3 separate regions of the Rattus norvegicus genome follow, and regions 1 and 3 are each linked to region 2. Evidence: chromatin contacts called from public Hi-C data. All regions are on one chromosome and are shown on one strand. Each heading gives the region's core, a stretch centred on a gene start, on an enhancer-like site or on the middle of the called end of the contact. The rest is flanking DNA. Distances are from core to core; before and after follow the strand shown. Region 1 overlaps Dnm3 (dynamin 3). Region 2 overlaps Dnm3 (dynamin 3). Region 3 holds the start of C13h1orf105 (similar to human chromosome 1 open reading frame 105).

The links. A called contact is a pair of places that touch in the nucleus more often than the background predicts.
Region 1: a contact with region 2 is called in a Hi-C map of the A7r5 cell line, with 4 times the contacts expected there. The contact joins two enhancer-like sites. A contact is called at or near these places in 7 of 12 Hi-C or Micro-C datasets (the A7r5 cell line, frontal cortex, hepatocytes and 4 more) and 1 of 1 datasets of contacts at active chromatin or transcription factors (oligodendrocytes).
Region 3: a Hi-C map of the A7r5 cell line shows a contact between it and region 2, with 4 times the contacts expected there. The contact joins the promoter of C13h1orf105 here to the enhancer-like site in region 2. A contact is called at or near these places in 3 of 12 Hi-C or Micro-C datasets (the A7r5 cell line, Schwann cells and mammary epithelial cells).

Annotation. Positions count from the first base shown.
Region 1 is chr13:76,904,436-76,909,267 of GRCr8, forward strand. The region is part of intron 20 of Dnm3 (dynamin 3); the gene reads right to left. It overlaps LOC102554129 (a long non-coding RNA gene), which reads left to right. Exons shown (of 4, transcript XR_010057247.1): 2 at 308-4,832. Among named protein-coding and RNA genes, the nearest start is that of C13h1orf105, 17 kb to the left of the region's middle. Within about 2 kb of position 3,071, at least 55 of the 93 cell types and tissues checked have an H3K27ac peak or open chromatin away from gene starts, as enhancers often do. A contact at or near this core is called in the A7r5 cell line, where this site is marked.
Region 2 is chr13:77,213,925-77,218,308 of GRCr8, forward strand. Dnm3 (dynamin 3) reads right to left here. Exons shown (of 21, transcript NM_138538.2): 5 at 2,061-2,159; 6 at 1,329-1,489. Among named protein-coding and RNA genes, the nearest start is that of Mir3120, 94 kb to the left of the region's middle. Within about 2 kb of position 2,892, at least 8 of the 93 cell types and tissues checked have an H3K27ac peak or open chromatin away from gene starts, as enhancers often do. A contact at or near this core is called in the A7r5 cell line, where this site is marked.
Region 3 is chr13:76,887,798-76,892,299 of GRCr8, forward strand. It overlaps C13h1orf105 (similar to human chromosome 1 open reading frame 105), which reads right to left and starts at 1,798. Exons shown (of 8, transcript NM_001014130.1): 1 at 1,658-1,798. The coding sequence starts at 1,678.

The sequences.
Region 1 (4,832 bases), core at 1,821-4,320, 310 kb before region 2:
TGTGTAACTATGTGTGTGTGAGAGTGTGTGTGTGTATGTGTGTATAGTCAGGACAGAAGTTGGTGTTGGAGTTTTCCTTGATCACTTTCACTCCTTGAGTTAGCTAGACTGGCTGGCCAGTAAGCCCCAGGGATCCTCCTGTCCCCTCTTTCCCAACACTGTATAGGTTTACACCACCCACCATGCTTGGTTTTTCTTTTTCTAAGTGTGGGCGCTGGGTATCCAGTAAGCACTTTACTGAGCCTTCTCCCCAGCCCCCATCTGAACCACCCTGGAGTGAGCGCTCCTCTTACACTTTTTCTTATAGCACAGCTTGGCACTTGATGGGGACAGGGTGAAGATTTGGAGATCATGACTGACTGCGTGCGTGAGTCTAACAGACGGGAGTATGCCTCTGAAGGAAATGGCAAGGCAACGACAGGCCAGAAGCTCACACCCTCCTCTGAATGTTCATGCTAGACAGCAATTGCAGGATGCAGTGTTTTAGGTGCAGGTAATCCACTTATATTTAGATTATTTTGGCAATTTTTAAAGTAAGTATTGTATATTTATATGGAGTTGGGCTCAACTCAGGAAAATGTTGTGATGCTCAGGACTTTGTTCAAATGGAAGATACTTTATTATTTTATTGTAGACAGTAATACAGGCACTTGCTCTGTGGCACAGAGTTTGCCTTTTGTGGCTTGAGGAACGTCATCAAGCTCATTGTCCAAGAGCTGTTTGTAGTAGGTGTATGAGCGTACACAAAATTGGGTCTAAAGATTGGATCACTCGGGGCTGGAGAGATGGCTCAGCGGTTAAGAGCACCCGACTGCTCTTCCAGAGGTCATGAGTTCAATTCCCAGCAACCACATGGTGGCTCACAACCATCTGTAAAGAGATCCGATGCCCTCTTCTGGTGTGTCTGAAGACAGCTGCAGTGTGCTTATATATAATAAATGAATAAATTTAAAAAAAAAAAAAAAGATTGGATCACTCACTAAATACGAGAAGTGACATACAGTCCCCCGTAAAAATAAGCCCTTTTATAATATATATGTATATATACATACGTAAATGCATATATACATATATACATACATACACACACTAATATACATGGAAAACGTGAATCAGGTTGTTGGACTTGAAATGAGCACATGAGGAGAAAACTCTTCACAATCTTTATTTGATGACATTAACTTGTACTAATTGAATACTTAGTCTCTGGAGTAAATAGAAATAAAATGAACTGTGCTAATGTTTATGTAGCTTGCTCAGTAGATCTGATGTAGCTTTCCCTCACAGCTATGATGCTGATATCCCTCTCACACTAACTCTGTCTCAGTTGAAGATGTTGGAAAGGCATTTTACAACAGCAGTGACCCGAATTCTTTCAGTAGACCGAAAATAAAAATGTATTTATATTGGTTTGTAAAATACACGGTTTGGGGGCCAGCGTCCAAAGTAAGTTTTGATTAAGCATTGCAGGTCAACTCATTTTGCATTTTTTCTTCCCTGGTGTGCGTTACAGGGCAGGATGTTAACAGGGATATGGACATAAAGATTGCTACTTTCTGGAAGGCTTTCTTGTTAGGACAGAGTCAGGCGAGCCGTGACAACAGCAGGTAAATGCTCACATAAGGTCTGCTAGGAGAGTGGCAGGGACACCTGGAGTCCTAGCCTAGAGTTGGTGTGTGCGCACGCGTGCGCATGAGACAGAGAGAGGGGGTTGGGGGTGGGGCGTGATTCTAGAACACGGGAAGTTGGGAAGTTGCAGATCTGACACTCCAGGAATAGGAATGGATGCCTACAAAGAAAGCAAGCCGGGACAAGTGCTGCTATTTAGAAAATGAAGTGTCACCCACCCTTTGTCACAAGCAACCAGTGACTTGTTTTGACCTGATCAAATGAGGAAACGACCTAGAGAACCTTTAGTTGTATGAAACTGTGGTGTTTACAAGACTAGATGTGATATTTTATTTTCTACAGTGGCCTCTGAACTACATCACTAGCAACAGGTAAGGCGAGGAAAAGAAGGGGCTGAAGAAGGCGGAGAGAAGTAGACTTAAGAACAGAGCCTGAGAAAACAGGGCTAGGGCATTTTGCAGCATATCGCCACTGAATTAAGTTAGGTGGCATGGCATTCCTTACAGTAAATTTATCCCCCCCATCCTCCTCTTTCTCCTATTCCTTAGAATCTTCTCCTCCCCCCTTTGGGACTTTGTACTGTAGAGCCCACTCCCATTAATAGTAGGGACTAAAAATCTTCCTTCTGACTCTGTCTCCTCTTCCCTTCTCTTCCGGGCCCTCATCTCCCTCCCACCTCAGGCTCCAGGAGAGGGAGGACCTGACTTTAACATCCAAAGGAAGGAAGTGAGGTTCTGAAGGAGGTGCCCAGAAGCAGCTATCCCAAGTGGAGGTTTCTACTTCCAGGGTATGCAATCCCCTGTCTCTGAAGTCATGGAAAAGAAAGGGCAGGAGCAAGGAAGGAAAAGACAGCAGTCTGCACCTTCACTCACTTCCGCTTTAAGAAAGATGAGAGAGAGAGAGCTTCTTGCCTTCCAGGCATTGGTATAGGACAAGGAAGGGGGTACTTTCAGAGAGAGTAACTGTGTAACTGGTTCAGAGAGGGTAGCTGTGAGCAGGCAAATTCTTTTTGAAAAATTGCTTTACCGTTACAAAATAAATGCACAGAGTCTGAAGATTTAGAAAGGACAAGGCTGTAGCAATATTTCCCTCCTGCCAAACGACACCTGCTGAGTCAAAGGCCAGTTTTAAGTGCACCACACAGTACTTTTTTGCCCTTTCAATGGCAAAAATTGGAGACAAAGAATTGCAGTGTACTGTTGGCTTACACAACAGTATTCTCAAAAACATCCAGCAGGGGGAGCTCTAATATACCTTTGAAGCTCAACATTTAAAAAAACCAAAACAAAAGAAAAAAACAAAACAAAACAAAACAGAGGGGCATTGTTTTTGAGCTGCCATGCCAGTGAACAAATACGTGAGGAGGAAGACCAGTTACATGCTCAGAGGCCAAGCGACAGCACTTGGGGGAGGAGGGACACGTGCAGTGTCCCACAGTGTCTCCTTGCCATGAGCCTGTAGCTGTGAAGCAGTTAAACAGGCAGGGCTGGGGCTCTCGCAAGAGAAGGGAGCGAAGCTGACTTCTGGGCAAGCCTAGAAGTTATTCTTTCCTTCTGAAAGGATCTTATTGTTTCTAGAGCAGCCTTGAACACTGGCTCAGAAACCACATTTTAAAACAGAATTTTCATTGTTGGTTGAAGGAGCTACCGAAATGCCAAATGGCTAAGTCCCTTACTCAGTGGCTTGTTGGGTGGTTTTCTCTTCTCCTTCAAGTCAGAAAAATGCTGTGTTTGTAAAAATTGGTGCTAAAAGGGCAAGAAATCATAGGTCCTCTGGGCCATGTAAAGAAGGAATTAGAGCTTTCAAACACACAAGCTCGCGCGTGCACGTGTACGCACGCACGCACGCACGCACGCACGCACGCACGCACGCACGCACAATGAACAATTTACTCAAGAAAACAGTGAGGAGTTTATAGACTGAGAGCTACCCTGTATTCTGGGCAGTGTTTGGAGGTGGGTGAGCGGACGTTCAACATGATAGAACAACTTCACCTGAAGGAAAGCACCCAGTGACCCGACCCCTTCTATTCTCTTGCCAATATGAAGGCAAAGTTTTTGTTTTACACCTTGATGGTATGCCCACATCTAAAAGTTTTATACAAGCTCCTGCACAAACTTTAACTAGACCAGTTCAGACCAAGAGGCACTAAATAGAGCCAGTCTAGACAGAAAATGTATGGAAACCATATGTCCTTTGGGCGTCTGTCTTACAAAGACTGCCATTGCCCTGGAGAAATCCTTCACAAAATATGCTCTTAGGAAAAAAAGAGAGCACACAGGGAGAAGAGTGCTTAAGATGACGGCTGGGCTCGGAGAAAATAGGGGCGAAGTGTTTATAAATGCGAGGCTCTGGTTTCCCTGCACATCTGTAAGTAAACGGTTTGAAAGGATGGGCCAAGGTAGATAACATTTATATTCCCATTGTTCTTTCAGGCCTCCACAGAACGTTAGGCAGAGGGATCTCCAAGCCACTCTGCTCTCACCCGCAGAGAGCTGTTTTGAGTAAGGCTGTACGTGGAGGAGGCCAGAGAACTAGAACATTCTCTTCTGATTATTACCTCATCCTGCTGGCCTGCCAAACACAGCTAGAAGGCAGGTGTCCACCATAAGTAACTAGCGAAAGGCTGCTCTAGAGAATGGTGTGTGGGACTAGAGAGAGAAAGGGAGGGGGGCTCCAAGGGGGTTGCAGTAAAAGGGGTGCTCCTAAGCCCCCGTTTTTTCCAATTTAACCTTGCCTTCTGAACAAGAGACACGACTATTCTGTCTTCCCTAGTCTCATCATTACACTTGAAGATATGCTTTAATTTTAACCAATAGTATTATAGATTCTGCAGAGGGAAAAAGTAAAATATGCAAATTACCATGACCCCCTCCCCCAGCATATTAAATGAAAACTGCCAAGGGCCAGGGAGAGCATGAAGCATGTGGACACTGCCGAGGTTCCTTGTGGCTCTTGACACTTTTACTGAAATTCCCCACTCTGCAGGGAAGGGGACTAGGAAACAGAACAGTAGGATTGATAAGTAGTACCAGCAGGAGTGCCTCCAGGTACTGTCCCCTCACCTAGAAGACTGAATTAACAGTATGTGCCAGATAGACTCACAGAGAAAGGGTCTTGAGTGAAAAGAGCAAAAGCAGTAAGATTGTGCTTTTAAGAAAACTCGAGAACCCTCAATATGCTTGTTCAAAGACAGTCACGTT
Region 2 (4,384 bases), core at 1,642-4,141:
GTGGTTATACAGTAGAGGATAAACCTTCAGCACAAAATCCAGCCAAATTTCATCCAATGAGAATCCAATTATGTCCTGACTTAGTGACCATTGGCAACCGAAATGGGTGAATCATGCCCTTCAGGGTTTCTACTATTCAAAACCTTTTTTTATTTCTAACTTTGAATTTCTTAGCATATTAGTAGATTTTTCCCTAAGATAGCTTTCATTCTGTTTCTAGTTTACTTACGCCAATAGGAGCATGGAAACAGTAACATAGGAAATGTTACTAACACTGGCTACACTGGTAGAAGAATACTGTGGTTATTACATGGCCAACTTGTGTAGCTGTTCAGAATGTACTGGTGTCTTAAATGATACAGCCAAATGCTGCCTCGTGGCTTCTAAATGCTCATTTCCCCTTCATTAAAAAGCATGAATTTTATGGTGGTCTGTTACATCACTTAAATGTATACTACTGGTCTTTATTTTCTAAAACTTTCTCAGTTGTTTTACCCAAGTAGTCCAGACACAGTATCAGCTACTGTTACCATGACAACTTCCTCTGATTCCACCAAGGAGCCAACAATCAGGACATTCATGACTGACTCATTGGCAGACCACATTCATAAAGAAGAGTTCATATAGAAACTGTTAGGATATTTGTGACAGAAGCAACTCAGAATGTAAGTCAATGCAATGGAAACTCAAGAAGGAAGCCTGTTTTCAATGACTACCCATGCTTGCCAAGATGTTCAATTCCCTTATGGAGAGAAGATGTGTAAGCAAGTGGACTGAGGGCTTATGGGAATGATGTATGTGATGCAGAGAAGAGGGTAGGCCGAATGCCAACTCCAAATAAATAGATTTGGAGTAAGTGTGTTATCTGGAAAAGATGTTTTAGGTTAGTGGAAATCAATGATTACTTCATCAAGATTTATTGCTTCAATATTTTAAATTAAAAAACCAATAAAGATTTAATAAAACTATGAAACAGTTAATGGAAGAATCTAACATAACCATCACAGCTGGACATTGAAACAGATCCTAAAAGGCTACCCTGTCAGATCTGTGTATGTTTAGCTTAAGATGCTGAGTACTGTGAGTGGATACATGCTCACGTGTGTGTCGCCTGTTTACTGCTCCTAAATCAGTGTGGTTTTTCTTTGGATAGTGAGGCGGATTCCTTGAGAATGGTAAGAGTGTGGATCTAAACGATTAATGTTGAAAATTATTAAAAGCAGAGTGAATCTTAACCTGGACAAAATAAAATTTTATAATAAGAAATGTTCATTCTGGTAATCTACACCTTTCATAATTACACTTACTGCTTAAAAAAATAATTTTACCTGATTCAGGACCTTCTGGAGGTGTGGGGTCCCCATCCGATCAGCAATGTGTCTATATGCTGGATGAGAGAGAAAAAATTTCCTTTCTGCCAGCATAGCTGCCTTAATGTCCTTCTTTCCATCTATGTCCTTCTGGCTTCGGTTGACCACCCCCACATAGCCTGAAACGAAATACAAACCATGGGGTTTGGCACACTTCCTGCCATTTCATTCAGAGAAATGTCAAGGCTCTCTAACAGGCAAAATTAGTTTTAAGGCCTAAAGTCTGTGTCTTCCGACAACATTCCATCCAAGACCTCGCTGTTCAATAAATGCCATTGGTTTGGCTATTGATAGATTGTTGACATCGACAGGATACTATCCCTCACCTTTTAGAGCTTTGCATGCTTTAAGGAACTATATCTCACCTCTTGTATCACATAGCAGGCAAGTAAATATACTCAATACAAAACAGTGTGTATTTATGTAGCCTAGGATGGATATTTATAACCTTCCTTTGAGCTCCTTCCTTTCCCGTTTTCCGATTCCTGTTATTTTAAGACATAGTTCTCTTCCTGAAATGTTCTTTAATACAACACTTGGGAGCAGTGTGCCATTCCATATGAAGTATAGCCAACAATAAGTCATTCCCTTTTAACAGAGGAAGCAGTAGAGCCAAGCTTCCCTGTGGCTTGCCCGTCATTTCTCTGCCATGTTATCAAAGGCAGGCGGGGAGAAAGCGCGGTACCTTACCCCTGCGGAGAGGTAGCAGCTTGTTCTCTAGTACATCCCTGGCATCCGTCCCTTCATCCATGAGATCCAGCTTGGTGATAACGCCAATGGTCCTCAGGCCTGGATCAGAAACAAGCACAATTCTCACCATACAGTTTGCAAAAAACCTAACCAATTCTAGGGGCTCAAGTGTCCCAGCGCTACATGTAAGGCTCATAATCCAGGCCCTTCGCATCCCTGTTTCTCTATGGCTCTCTTTGCTTCCAGTCTGCGGTCACACATGCCTGCTGATTATCTGTGTAATAAGGGGGATGGGGGCTTACAAACCCACTTATCCAGGAAATAATTTCCATCCAAGAGAGAAAATCAGCTGAGTCACAAAAGTACATCTAAATATAGCCATGTCTCACTTGATCACAGGGATGTATTCTGAGAGATGTGTTGTGTGTAGAATTCATCACAGTTTTTGATGCAATCATCGTAGAATATATTTATGTAAAGTAAGTGGCATGGTGTAGTATCTCAATTGGGCCTCCCAATATAAGCAAGAGACACAACTAGCCTGAGATGTGAGACTGCAGCCAGCCTAAGGTGGGATAAGGTTTTATACTTGATATATGTGCATGCACATGTGTGTAGGGGTGTGCACATTCGTGCGTGTGCACGCAAGTGGACATCCAGAAACAACCTCAGGTATTGCTCTTCAGGCATCATTGACCCTCCCCTCTTTTTCTCTACCAATAAGCTCTCTTGTTGGCCTAGAACTAAGTAGGCTGAGCTAGTCAGGCTGCAAGTCCCAGGAATGCATTTGTCTCTGCTTTCTCAGCGCTGGGCTGGCAGGCACACAACACTATGCCTGGCCTTTTGCATGTGAGTTCTGGAGCTCAAACTCAGGAATTGTGAGGCAAGGCATGCGCCCTACCAGCTGAGCTATAACCCAGCCCCTGTCATCACTAGGAGGAGAAAGACAGTAGCTCTTAGTAAATAAATCAGTGACCCAGTCATACTATGACAAAGCTTTCTGTGCATAGGTGATCAAACGCGTGCTACCCTCCTTACACTGATAGAGGACTAGGCATATTCACAGCAGAATCACCACAAACATGAGGAAGGCATTTCACTGTGGTATTTTGAAGATGATGATGTCACTGGGCCCTAAGAATCTTAAAGTGCCATAACAATCTCACAAGACCACTCTCGTGCATATGCATCCCACCATGAATGAAAAGAGTTGTCATGTAGCATTGTGACTTTCCAAGTTACACACACAAGGCAAAGGATGAACGAGACAGGAATTTTCATTGTTTTTATTAGTATCCTTGCAGCAAAAGAAGCCTTTGGTTCGTAAAGAACCGAACACCGTAGAAACGCTCAGATAAAGTGGAGGTGAAAATGTTAGCACAGCGGTCAGAAGATGTGGTTGGTGAATCACCCAGAAAAAAAAATACCTTTAAAAACGAAACAAATGCCTATGAAGACAGGATGCCTGCACAATTAGTGTCCCAGAGAGGAGAGCCCGTGCCGAAACAGTCTGGGGTTGAGAAGATCCTATTCAAGAAAAATGTCCCAGAAGTGAAAGGTATGATTTTAGAAATTGAGTGCCCAGCACGAAGTGAGAACATAAGCAATTTGTCACATCAGTGTCAGATTTCAAACCACTAGAAACAGAATGTTCCAGAAATTCTGCCAGATGAGTTTAAAAAGGAAGCCGCATGGAAACGGTCGGGAGTCACAACCATCTCATTCTTCCCAGAAGCAAACTGGAAACCCAAAAGCAACAGAGAAATTGTTTCAAAATTCAGAAGGAAAAAAATAACCTAGGGTCTCATTTATCAATAAATGTGACAGAGTGGGGAAAAAATCTTACTACAGTCTCACAAAATCCAAGAATATCTAAGCTCCTTTTATTTTTTTAGGTACCTTGTAAAGTGTGTACCCTACAAAACAAGGGAGTGATTTGAAGAAGTGAGAACCAGGAGCCCTGTGCTATCTTCTGCAGTAGGGTTGCACCCCTTTTTACGGGAAGCCACCAAGGCCAATGGCAATAGCCTATATTGGTTTTTGGGGGAGGAGGTCTCTTGAACTCCCACTCCATTAACTCAAAGGGTTTTTCATGCCTGCCACTGAGGTTTTTGTTGGATAGTCAATAGTTCTGGGGAGGAGCGCTGTCCCCTGAAACGTCATAATTTTAATTAAACATATATGCATATATTATATGTAATTTTTAAGTAAATATAAAATGACTCAGTATGGCTTTATACCTCCTCCTCCCTTCTTCTTTTGGGTTTGGAATCAAATATGCACCTCTGTTCAAGTGCACTTAGATATGGAAGAGTGACTTTTAG
Region 3 (4,502 bases), core at 548-3,047, 330 kb before region 2:
CTACCGAGTTCACGCAGGAGAAGAAAATTCCGAGCCAAACAGCCTGAAGGATCAACTTTCAGTAGGTGTGGGGCAGTTTGAAAGGGGACGTTTTAAACTGTGCACGCAGACCCTCCCCAGCATCTTCTTGGTGACTTTCACGTTTCAAGGGCAGGATGATGACTGACTTGCAATTGGTCATGACTGAAAGGCATGGGTTTCAATGAAGTTGCTATTGGAGCTGAAAACTGGACCTGATATAAAGCACCATGAAATTTGATTAAAAGCAGTAAGGGAAGTGGCAGTGCATAGATTTACCTCACCTGCAGCCTGCCACCTGTTGATTGCCCTAGCTTTTGTTTGATCTTAAGGCGTTGATGATATTGTAACGGAATGGTGGCTTGCAGTCTTAGGCCACAGCGTCCATGAGGATAGCAGGTAGATCGTATGGTGTGAAGGCAGCTGGCTGTGCCCTTCCAATGTGGGGGGCATTTCATGGCGCAGTGGTCTAAGTTCACTGTGGTTTCTTCACACACGGACTCCAGTTAAAATATGGAGAGTGCAGAGTTGTTTTTCTTTTCAGTCAGCTTTGTATGTGTGTATGCTGCATGTACACGTAGAAGCCAAGGCTCAATGTAGGCTGTCTTTTTCTCATGATGATGATGATGATGACGACGACGACGACGACGACGACGATTGAGACAGGGTTTCTCTGTCTATCCCTGGCTGTCCTGAAACTTGCTCTGTAGACCTGGCTGGCCTTGAACTCAGAGATTCCCTTGCCTCTCTGCTTCCCGAGCACCAGGATTAAAGCTATGTGCCACGGCTGCCTGTTGGCTCTAACTTTTTAAAGCAGGTTTCTCACTGATCTAGGGTTTACACGTTGGCTGTACCAGCTGGCCTGCAAGCCCCAGAGGGATTGTTACTGCTTCCATTGTGTTGGGCTTCTGGATCTTTTTCATGTGGGCTGTGAGGATTGGAAGTGTGGTGATCATGTTTATATAGCATCTCTACTGGCCTCCGTTTTTAGCAATCTTAACTCCCTGCGTGGTTCATCTAAAGACAGAAATGGATTTATAGTTGGGCAAGCATCCATCCTTATTTATATCGTCCTTGTTTGTTGAGTTATAAGATGGAGCCTTGGCGTCTATCACACTCATTAAAATGTCTTAGCCTGTACATTCACAGCAGTGCTTTCCTCATAGTTATGGTTTGAACAGGAAGTGTCCCTACAGGCTCATGTGGGAATCCTGTGCCTGGATGTCAGCTGGGCTAATCCTAGACAGGTTCATAATTGATGGCCTTATTAGAAGGTGATGAAGAGTAGGGGAGAGAATCATGGGACATGCCATGGAGGGACGTATGTTGTTCCCTGTCCCTCCTTCTCTTTGTCTCCTGCCCTCCACATTGGAAGATGAAGGTTGGAATGAAGAGTTAATGAGTTAGTTGAGAAAGTGTATCTTATGAAGCACCTACGTACCATTAGCAGTATAGACACATTAACACGCTTTGGCATAGGATAATGATCTCTTACCTCTACTCGGGCCCAGAGCGATGGGTTCACCCAAGCTTGGACTGAAATCCTGTTTGCACTTATGTTTCCTGAGGTTGACATACATTTATTTAGTGGTGAAGCTTCAGGAGAGCTATTGCTCTTAGAAGGTCTAATTATTCCTACCTTTAGCTCTCTCTTCTCCATCTCTCAGGCGTTCTCGGCTTTTTGAGCAAGGAACTGGAGAGCACAGACACCTCTCTGTGCTGTCAAGAGGAGACTGCAGCGGTACCTCTTGGTTAGACACCGAAGCAGGTGGGAGAGCCCCCCATGCTTTCAGTACCAGGATGCCTGTCTCCGACACTTGAATGATTCAGAATCTTGCAGCATGTATTCTATTAGGAAGGAGCACTTTGGGTTTTGATTGGCCGGGACGCATTCCATTGTCTCTTTGTCAGACATCACAATTGCTACCTTCTGGAACATTAGGTCATGGTTGGAGCAAATGGATTAATGCTGTCAAGATCTCAGCTAGCTGCATCAGCACTTGAGTCCTTAATGCTTTCCCCCAGGAAGATGACCAAGCTTTTTTTCTTATCATAACAATATGCGATAACTGCTTATTTGGTTATTTTACAAGCTGCTTCTGGTTCTGGTACTTCTCTGGTACTCCTGCTGACTAAGATACTATTATGAATCCCAGAGACATCTGATACATAGAGATGGCTATGTAGGGAATATGGTGGCTTTTAAAAGAAGCACTGACTCCTCTTGACCATCCTGAGTTACAGTCCATCTTGAAGACTGTGGTACTACCTTTTCTCCTCTGTCACACGCGGAGTGTGAAGGTAGAGGTGAGGACAGAAAGTTAGCGATGGTTGAGGAAGTGTATATTATGAAAGAAATAAAAACCATATGCAGTAACCACAGGCCAGTGTCTCATCGGAGCATTTACTTCTATTCCAGTCTCTTCTCCTCCCACCAGACTCCCTCTGTTTTTCTTGTCTATAAAACTTCGGGAGACTAAGGCCATTTCAGTTTGATATAGTTGGAATTTCACTTTCTTCTTGTTCACCAGGTCAATTCAAATTGTACATGTCCAGATTATGTTAAGTACCAGGTAAAAGTAGGTGTGCATTTAAATTTTAGACAAAGTGAAAAAAATACCAAGGACTTGAAAAAAAGTCACCTGGGAGCAAACTCTTGCTTGCACTGGCAACACTTTGCTTGGCCAAGGGCTATAAAACCCTGCTGGTGTAAGGATCTATCTAGTAAAGATATTGTAAAATTCAAGGGGCTGGAAAGATGGTTCAGTGTCTAACATTATTTGCTGCAGGAACATGAGAACATAAGGTCCTATCTGAGCACCCATGTAAAAAGCCAGGTGTGCATGGAACCCCAGGGCTGTGTAGGGCAGAGACAGGAGGATCCTTGGGCCTTGTTGACCACCAGCCTAGCTCCAAGTTCAGTGAGAAACCCTGAATGAAAGGAATAGGGTAGGGAAGGATAGAGTGGGATACTAGGATGTCCTCTGGCCTATGTGAGTTCATATACAGATGCACACATGAGAGAATCTACACATACATACATACATGCATGTCAAATGATGACTGAGGGTAAGGGAAAGGCAAAAGGAGCACAGTCTGTATTTCACACCAGTTCAGTCGCCCTGGGTTACAGGAAAGCCAGCTGAATGCCTTGGTTTGCAGTCTTCATCATCTTCGCCAGTAACCCTGTTCATTAACCAACCTTGGATGTAGCAGAAGGGAGGTAACCCAGGGTATGCGACTTGAAACACGAGAAGCTGGCTTACATTTTTGAGTGGAGAATTTAATTCTTAAAACTTATTTAAGTGGCTTTCGTGATCCAGAGAAGATGGTTTTAATGATACGGGGTCTTCTTTTTTAGAATAAGGAGGTCCTGCCCAGATTGTCTCCATGCCTTCCTGCGCCAGGACTCCCCCGGGTCAAATGTAAATGGGACCCTAGTGAAGTAAAGGGAACATGGAGTCCTGGAGACTAGTTTGCTCTCTTGATGTGTAGTGTTCTGTTTTAAAGAGTGAAATGGGGCGTTTTCACAAGGGCCCTCATCCGAGAAGAGACAGCTCCTTCTCAACCCAAACTCGGTCCAAGTACATCTCTAAAACAGAAAATCACAAATTAAATAAGAAGCCGTTGGCAAAGCTGCCACACAACTGGCCGAATGCACTCTATCACTTTAAAAGTAAGCGCTCTGCTCGTATTAATTTCCTGCGGGTGAGGGGGGCAATAGTAAAAAAGAAGGACCTATGGCCTAAAATTTTAATGCTGTTATTATTTTAAGGACTGATGCATTAAAAAGTTTCCTCTTCCCTCAAGCTTCTACTTATCCACTCTCTTTGGCGTTTTACCGACATCTTGAAGAAATTGCCCGAGGTGCCAACATTTCCATTCTGTGTCGCGCATGTATTTTAAGCAGCATGATTTTTCTTCTTAACCCCAAAATTTGCCAAACAGAATATGTGAGTTTATGCGTTTCAGACCTACAGTTTCTTCTGTAATATTCAATTTTTTTTAAAAATCTCCTATATTAGTTTTAGGAAAATAATATTTTGGTGCAGTAATAACTTTGATGAGATTTCTGGAGGCAGGTTGAAAGGATTCAGACTTTCTAGATTCTAAATGTTAATTCTTTTCTTTCTTTCTCTCTTTCTTTGTATTCCGTTGAAAGAAATTTCATTAATTTTTTATTTAATTCAGTACAGTATCGTTCTCTGTCAACGAGTATCTGAAATCACAGTGTAATGTAAATTTTTCCCTTTCAGCTCCTAATATAGTAAACTCTACATTTCAGGGGCTATGTATGGTGTTACATGATAACTTCAGCTCTTTGCGGGTGGATACAGAATCAGGAGTTCAAGGCCAGCCTTGGCTGCCTGAAACCCTGTCTTAAAATATTCATTAGCGGAAAAAAAAGCTAGATAAATGAATTTCGCCTTACCTGGCTCTAATAAGTGTATTGTTTTTAACTTGAGACTTTATTCGATAGGAAA